2 separate regions of the Drosophila melanogaster genome follow, and region 1 is linked to region 2. A link is a contact called in public Hi-C data. All regions are on one chromosome and are shown on one strand. The core of a region is the stretch at or near the end of the contact, and the rest is flanking DNA. Distances in the headings are between cores, read along the strand shown.

Region 1 (3,021 bases), core at 445-2,944, 120 kb before region 2:
GGTCAGCTTGTGCAGCTGCTCAATGAGGGATGCGAATTTGTCGAAGCTCTGCTCCGCCTCATTTCGCTTGAAGCTCCACCTCCGAAACTCTGCATCGAACTAAAGGATACGTATTGATTAGTAAAGGGGCTGAATCTTTTGAAACCCGTATAGTTTGTTCATCAGCATCACCTGTTGATTCAATTGTATGCAGACATTTTACTAATTTAATGGGACCTTCACTGAATTGCAGTACATCTACTGCCTTATAGCTATTACTGGAGTTTATCTTGAAGAATTGTACCTTGACTAATTAATAACTGAAGTTTCCTTCTCTGTAAAATTACAGAAAATGAACGAAACAGGGTAGTTTTTGAGTAAGGCGCAACAGATTGGTTTTCAGGCAAAGAGCCCAAGCAATAAAGGGTGTTGCAACAATCCATATCAGAGCTCAGGAATTCCGACAAGTAAGATGCATTCGCAAGGGCAAATTGTCACTTTTGGGGTGCTTCTAAGATGGAAACCAGTTGCTCCTCACACCTCGCACTCCAAGCATTAATCCCTGCTCTGGCCGCTTTGACACAATCGAGCTCAACAGATAGGAGTTCCCAAATTGGTAGACACATTGCTCCTCAGACTAAAGACCCCCTTTCCACGCACAGAACTCCAATTTAAGCTATTAATCCCATTCCTGAGCGCATGAATCAGCAGCTCAGCGCCGCAGAAAGGGGCGTGGAATCCGGGGGCCACGAAAGTTAGGACTCACCTTCGATTTCACCTCGATTAGATTCGTGTCACTGGCCGCCGTTGCGGACGTTGTGTTTATCTTGTTCTTCGACATTTTCTCCGATCCGCCCGATCAAGAGTGCACTGACAGTTTTCCTCTCCGTTCCTCACACACAACACAAAACACGGCAGTTGAGTTCCGCAGATTCTGATCTGATCTTCAGGATCGAAATCGAACCGATACGCCCGATGCGAACCGAAACCGAACCAAAGTGCAGCGTACCGATGGCGGGGAGCGACGATAGTGGGGGGCCGCCAATAAATTAGAGTTAGAAATCTAAATTAAAACTAATTAAATAAAAAAAATGGATGGATGAACCTATCGGGCACTATCGTACTTCGATATTGGTAGGCACTATCGGTTATCGGATGGTAATAGATCCAGAGTGACCGTGGGGAATGCAAAACCAAAATATACCATTTCAGTTTTCTAAAATACCACAAATATGCTATAAGCAATAGATTTAAACAACAATGAAAGTATCTAAAAAGACTTAGAAATAATAATAATTTGTTTTCAATATAGCTAGCAAAGGTTTTGAATTTATCACAACAATAAGTTTTTTTTTTTAATAACGGTATGTTCTTTGTTTGTTTTTAAATATTTCCCAGAGTAACTTAGGCATGAACCGATGTTGTGCATATATCGATATATCGATAGAGTCTGAGCAGCCATGTTGCTGCGTTAGTGTAGAGACAGTTTGTTTGTGTGGGCTGGGTGGATCTTCAGATGCGCTACATTTGCAAAGTGGCTGCTGTTTGCACGAAAAAAGAGGCTTAACTGTTACAAGACAAGAATTAGCTATATTTAAATGCTCAGTTTTAATCAAAGACGTTTTTTAAATAAATAAATAAAAACCCGCTTTTAAATCGAAGGCAGGCAAGACGCCAGCACGAATATGCCCCAATTGTAGCGCAGCGCCAGCGACGAGGGTTACTGTAAAATGAAACTGTTTTTGTGTGTTGTTGTCGAGCGTGAAGTGTCCAATTAGACAACTGAATTTGTTTAGATGTGAACGCCAGAGTCGAGATAGGTCACACAGCAGCTACGACAAAGTTGAGCGAATCGATTTCAAAACAAAAGCAACCAACGAAACAAAATTTTAAGTCGCTAGAAAAACTAAAAATCAAGATTTTCGAGAGGAGGTGCTATACCAAATACATATATATATATAGTCTTTAAACGAGTGCGTGTGAAAACATAAACCCAAACAACAGACAAGGAGACTAGCGGGGCCAAAGGAAGCATAAGGAGTCTACACGCAAAGGAATAGTTAAAGCCAGCCCACAACGCACATATTCATATATTTTGGGACCACTTTTCCAAGGCAGCTGGGAAAAGGCGGTGAAATTGCGACTATCCGAGAGCCGAAGAGCTCAGCTGCAGGAATAAGCTGACGAAACTGAAACCTTGAGACAGCGATTCGCACGCACACCAGCGCAGGCCCGCATCAACACAGACACACACACGCACAGCAGCAGGAAATTCAGACATCATGAGTTCGGTAGGATGAGCATGTTCCTCACATAATTGTTAGCATTCTAATAATAATAATACGAAACGATTCTTAAGAAGTTGTATCCGTGATTGTAAAGAATCCTATCCAACAGATGCTTCTTAATCTTATGAATGGTTTAGTAGTGAGAGCTTAAAATCGCGTCCTTACAAATACTTTCCAGCATACTAAGAGTATGAATTTCATTAATAAATACCCTGTTTGTGGAGACATGTGATTTTGTTAGTTAAGTTTGTATGTAATAATCCTTGCCTACAAGTACTGTACTGTACTTGCCATCCATTTTTAAAGTTCGTATGTTCCAATAAGTACAATTCCAACTAGAAATAATGACTCAACCCTGTCATTAAAATCAATTTTTGTATATATAAACTTTTGCCATTCCATACTAATGCCATTCCCCCATTTGCAGCAATACTCGAATGTGGAGAACCTGTCGCCGCAGACGATAAGGCAGGTGATGAGGGAGCTGCAGGAGATGGAAACCACGCCACCGGAAGGCATCAAGGTGCTAATCAATGAGAGCGATGTGACGGATATTCAGGCATTGATCGATGGACCTGCTGGCACTCCGTACGCCGCTGGAATTTTCCGCGTCAAACTGACGCTGAACAAGGACTTCCCGCTGACGCCACCCAAGGCGTACTTCCTCACCAAGATCTTTCATCCGAATGTGGCCGCCAACGGGGAGATCTGTGTGAACACACTAAAGAAGGACTGGAAGCCGGATCTGGGCATC
Region 2 (3,250 bases), core at 128-2,627:
CTTGGCCATTTGAAACGGGAAATGTTTTGCAAAACGAACGGTTAATGCAGGTGCAATTTACAGGGGGTAATCGCCTAATTACCGTTAGTCGTGCCTCACTGTATCTTCGTTTGTTTTGGGCTTCTAATTGGCAATTGGCAACTCGGGCTTTTTGGCCATGCTCGACTAACTAAGTGAGCCTCGTTTAACGGTCTTTTATTTATTTAGTTATTGCAGCTGCTTACTGAGTGCAAAAAAAATCCACTGAATATCAGTACCCTTTTCACACACACACACACGTACACATGGATTGAAAGGACCTGCAGCTTTTGTTGTTTCGACTTTTGCTTTATTTTATTGATTTTTAGCCAAGAATAAGAGGACAGGTTCAAAACACACAAACAAACACGCATACACCCGCACGCAGGAAAACACACCCCTGCTGGGTATGTGTATCCCTGAGCTACCAAAAAAAAGGAAAAAGGGAACAAAATATAATCAGACAATTGACTAGAAGACTTAAACAAACCTTTTTGGGTCGCAGCTTTCAAATTTGCGTGTATTCAATTTTTTTTTTTTTAGCAGTGATACTCCTTTAATTTACTGTTAGTAATGGCGCGCAAGTTTTTACCAACAACAACAACAATTCGACAACAACAGTGTTAGCCGCACGCCAAACACATTCACACACACAACACAAGCACGTTAAAAAAATGAGACCGCGCGAGTCGACCGCTATTCCCCACGAAATCCACGAACGTTATGTTTGCAGCCGTCGACGGTCGTTGAAATATGTCCGAAAAATCCCCACCGTTAAATGGGGAGCCTTATAAAATACCAAAAAGATACCAATCGTCAACCAATTCACCATAGACCCAAACCAACGTATGAAATTCAAACTGTATTTAAAAGTGTAAAAGGGATAGAAGCGGATAAGCAGGGCAACTGTTACTAACTTTAAGCTAGGCTTGTGAGTGGCCAAAGTTAATGAACAAATTAAGAGGACTAAATTCAAGGCGGTGCATTTAAAAATGTTACAAAATACTAAGAAAATACCAGTGGTATTGATAGCACCCTTGACTCAAACCATCAAATGTTTTGCTTGGCTATATGATTAAGAGGAAAGTTGGGGGAATGCCTCATTTGTACGTTTTATGAATAACGTAATACTAACTTACAACCAAAATACCTTTTAAGACTTAAAATAAAGTGTCACTTCTCATGTCTGAATCCCTCTGTGTAACAATCAATTTGAATTTCCGATATCCAATCATCGCTATAGCTTTGTATATAAATCTCGCGTAATTTTCATGCAAGTGTTTTAGAATATTTCAATTTGATCTGCAATTCGAAATTGACTGCAATAGTCAGCTAGTCATACGATACTTTTTATCGATATTACTCCACACCTAGATTCGCTGACAGTCCGCCTCTAATTTAATTTCGTTTGTGCACATTTTGTTTGAAAGACGCTTAAGATTATTGGGTTTTGTTTCATGTATTGTGCCCTTTGTGCTAAAAGGTAAGAATAACAAGATATATGTTTGTGATTCCGCCGATTCGTTGGGTCTTCCAGGTCTCGTGAGTTCGCGTCGCTGGTTGTTGATGTGCGTGTGCTGTTTTTTTTCCGTTTTTTTTTTGCGTTGTTGTGTTTGTGTGCGTGCGAGTGGAGGAGTGCAGCCGAAAACAACAACAAAACGGGACAGTAGAGTTCCTGGCATTTTGTGGTTGATGTTACCCTATTTTTACCGTTGCCTTCGCTTGCCATCAGCGGAACTTTACATTTTTTCACGGAGTTGTGAAGAAGTTGCCTGTTATTTGGTGTTGATGTCAAACCATTTTAACCGCTTACCTTGCAGTGCATCCGCCATTTTACGCAGAGATGTCGACCTATTTCGGGGTCTATATCCCGACCTCCAAAGCGGGCTGTTTTGAGGGATCGGTGTCGCAGTGCATCGGCTCCATAGCCGCGGTGAACATAAAGCCATCCAATCCGGCGTCTGGATCGGCATCAGTAGCATCGGGATCGCCATCCGGCTCGGCGGCATCCGTGCAAACGGGCAACGCAGACGATGGCAGTGCTGCCACCAAGTACGAGGATCCCGACTATCCACGTAAGTACGAACGAGATGAAGCGAGTGTCGGTATATGTGTGTGTTTTGCGTTCCAGTTATTTGCCGCTTGTTGCTATTGTGATACCCTGTAATCGGGGGTCATGCGCGAACGTTCGGTCGATTCGTTGATGGGTATTCGTGTGCTTTTGTTTTTAAACAATTGTGTCGTATGGAGCAAGTGGGAGGTTTTATGATTCATACACATACTTTTAAAACCAAATTTAAAAGTCGAGGGTTGAAGTTTCCAAGCAACAGGAATGTTCATGATCGGAATTGCATAGGTTTTGTTTTGAAACTAAACCTGAATTGCTTGACGAATTTCTGCAATAATGTTTGTTTTATAAGGGGTTGAAATTTTATTCCCATTTATGCAGAATATACCTGATCGAAATTTGTTCAGCATATGGATAACTCGTTCTTTCAAGTCGTTATTTTAATGAACCTAATAGTGCATATTACACATTTTTGGTAAATTAAGTGCTTAAATATTATTATATATGAAATGTATTAACTGGGATAAATTACATATAGGGTAATTCAACTGTTGCATTTTTATAAGTTTCGTTTTGCGCTGTTGTTCCTCCATGACTAACAGCCCATGAAGAAGTTTACATGTGTGTGTTCAAAACTTCTGAGATTCGAGAAAAAAGTCGGAATCGGGGCTTGCCCAGCTGTCCCGCTCGCACAGTCGATTTCCTTGTCTGGGAGCGGTCTTTCGATTTAATTGTAAACAAATGGTGAACGATGGCGATTACCTGTCTAATTAAATGCAACTCTCCTGCTCTCAGTCGTTCGCTCTTTAATCCAATTATATGCGATTCGAAAACAAAAAACCGATTGGGGCGAGTTCATTCCACTTCCACATCGACATCATCCAGTTCCCATTCCAGGCAATGCCCAAATTGGATGCATTACGAGGACCTTGACCTGTCAGCACCCACATTCTGCCATATTTATGTTCCAGCAGTCACACAGCTGCGGTCAAAATAATAGGTCCTTATATATATTTTTTTTTAACAAGAATAATTATGGGTTACTTAACAATTATCTTAATATTCTAAAATTCGGGGCAATATCACATAAGTAGTAAATATTTATATATTTATATTATTATTTCTTATGTACCTATTAAATTGCGATTTTTAGAAAGATCCCGA

Evidence for each region. A called contact is a pair of places that touch in the nucleus more often than the background predicts.
Region 1: a contact with region 2 is called in a Hi-C map of the Kc167 cell line, with 2.1 times the contacts expected there. The contact joins the promoter of CG8188 here to the promoter of Ankle2 in region 2. A contact is called at or near these places in 5 of 107 Hi-C or Micro-C datasets (the Kc167 cell line, the S2 cell line, head and 1 more).

Annotation. Positions count from the first base shown.
Region 1 is chrX:17,701,450-17,704,470 of dm6, reverse strand. It overlaps CG8188, which reads left to right and starts at 1,694. Exons shown (of 3, transcript NM_001298455.1): 1 at 1,694-2,270; 2 at 2,695-3,021. The coding sequence starts at 2,262. It overlaps par-6 (par-6,), which reads right to left and starts at 1,119. Exons shown (of 3, transcript NM_133010.5): 1 at 746-1,119; 2 at 1-99. The coding sequence starts at 820.
Region 2 is chrX:17,577,356-17,580,605 of dm6, reverse strand. Ankle2 (Ankle2,) reads left to right here and starts at 1,377. Exons shown (of 10, transcript NM_132993.3): 1 at 1,377-1,501; 2 at 1,839-2,093. The coding sequence starts at 1,862. It overlaps CG12991, which reads right to left and starts at 745. Exons shown (of 6, transcript NM_001272721.1): 1 at 509-745. It also overlaps asRNA:CR44124.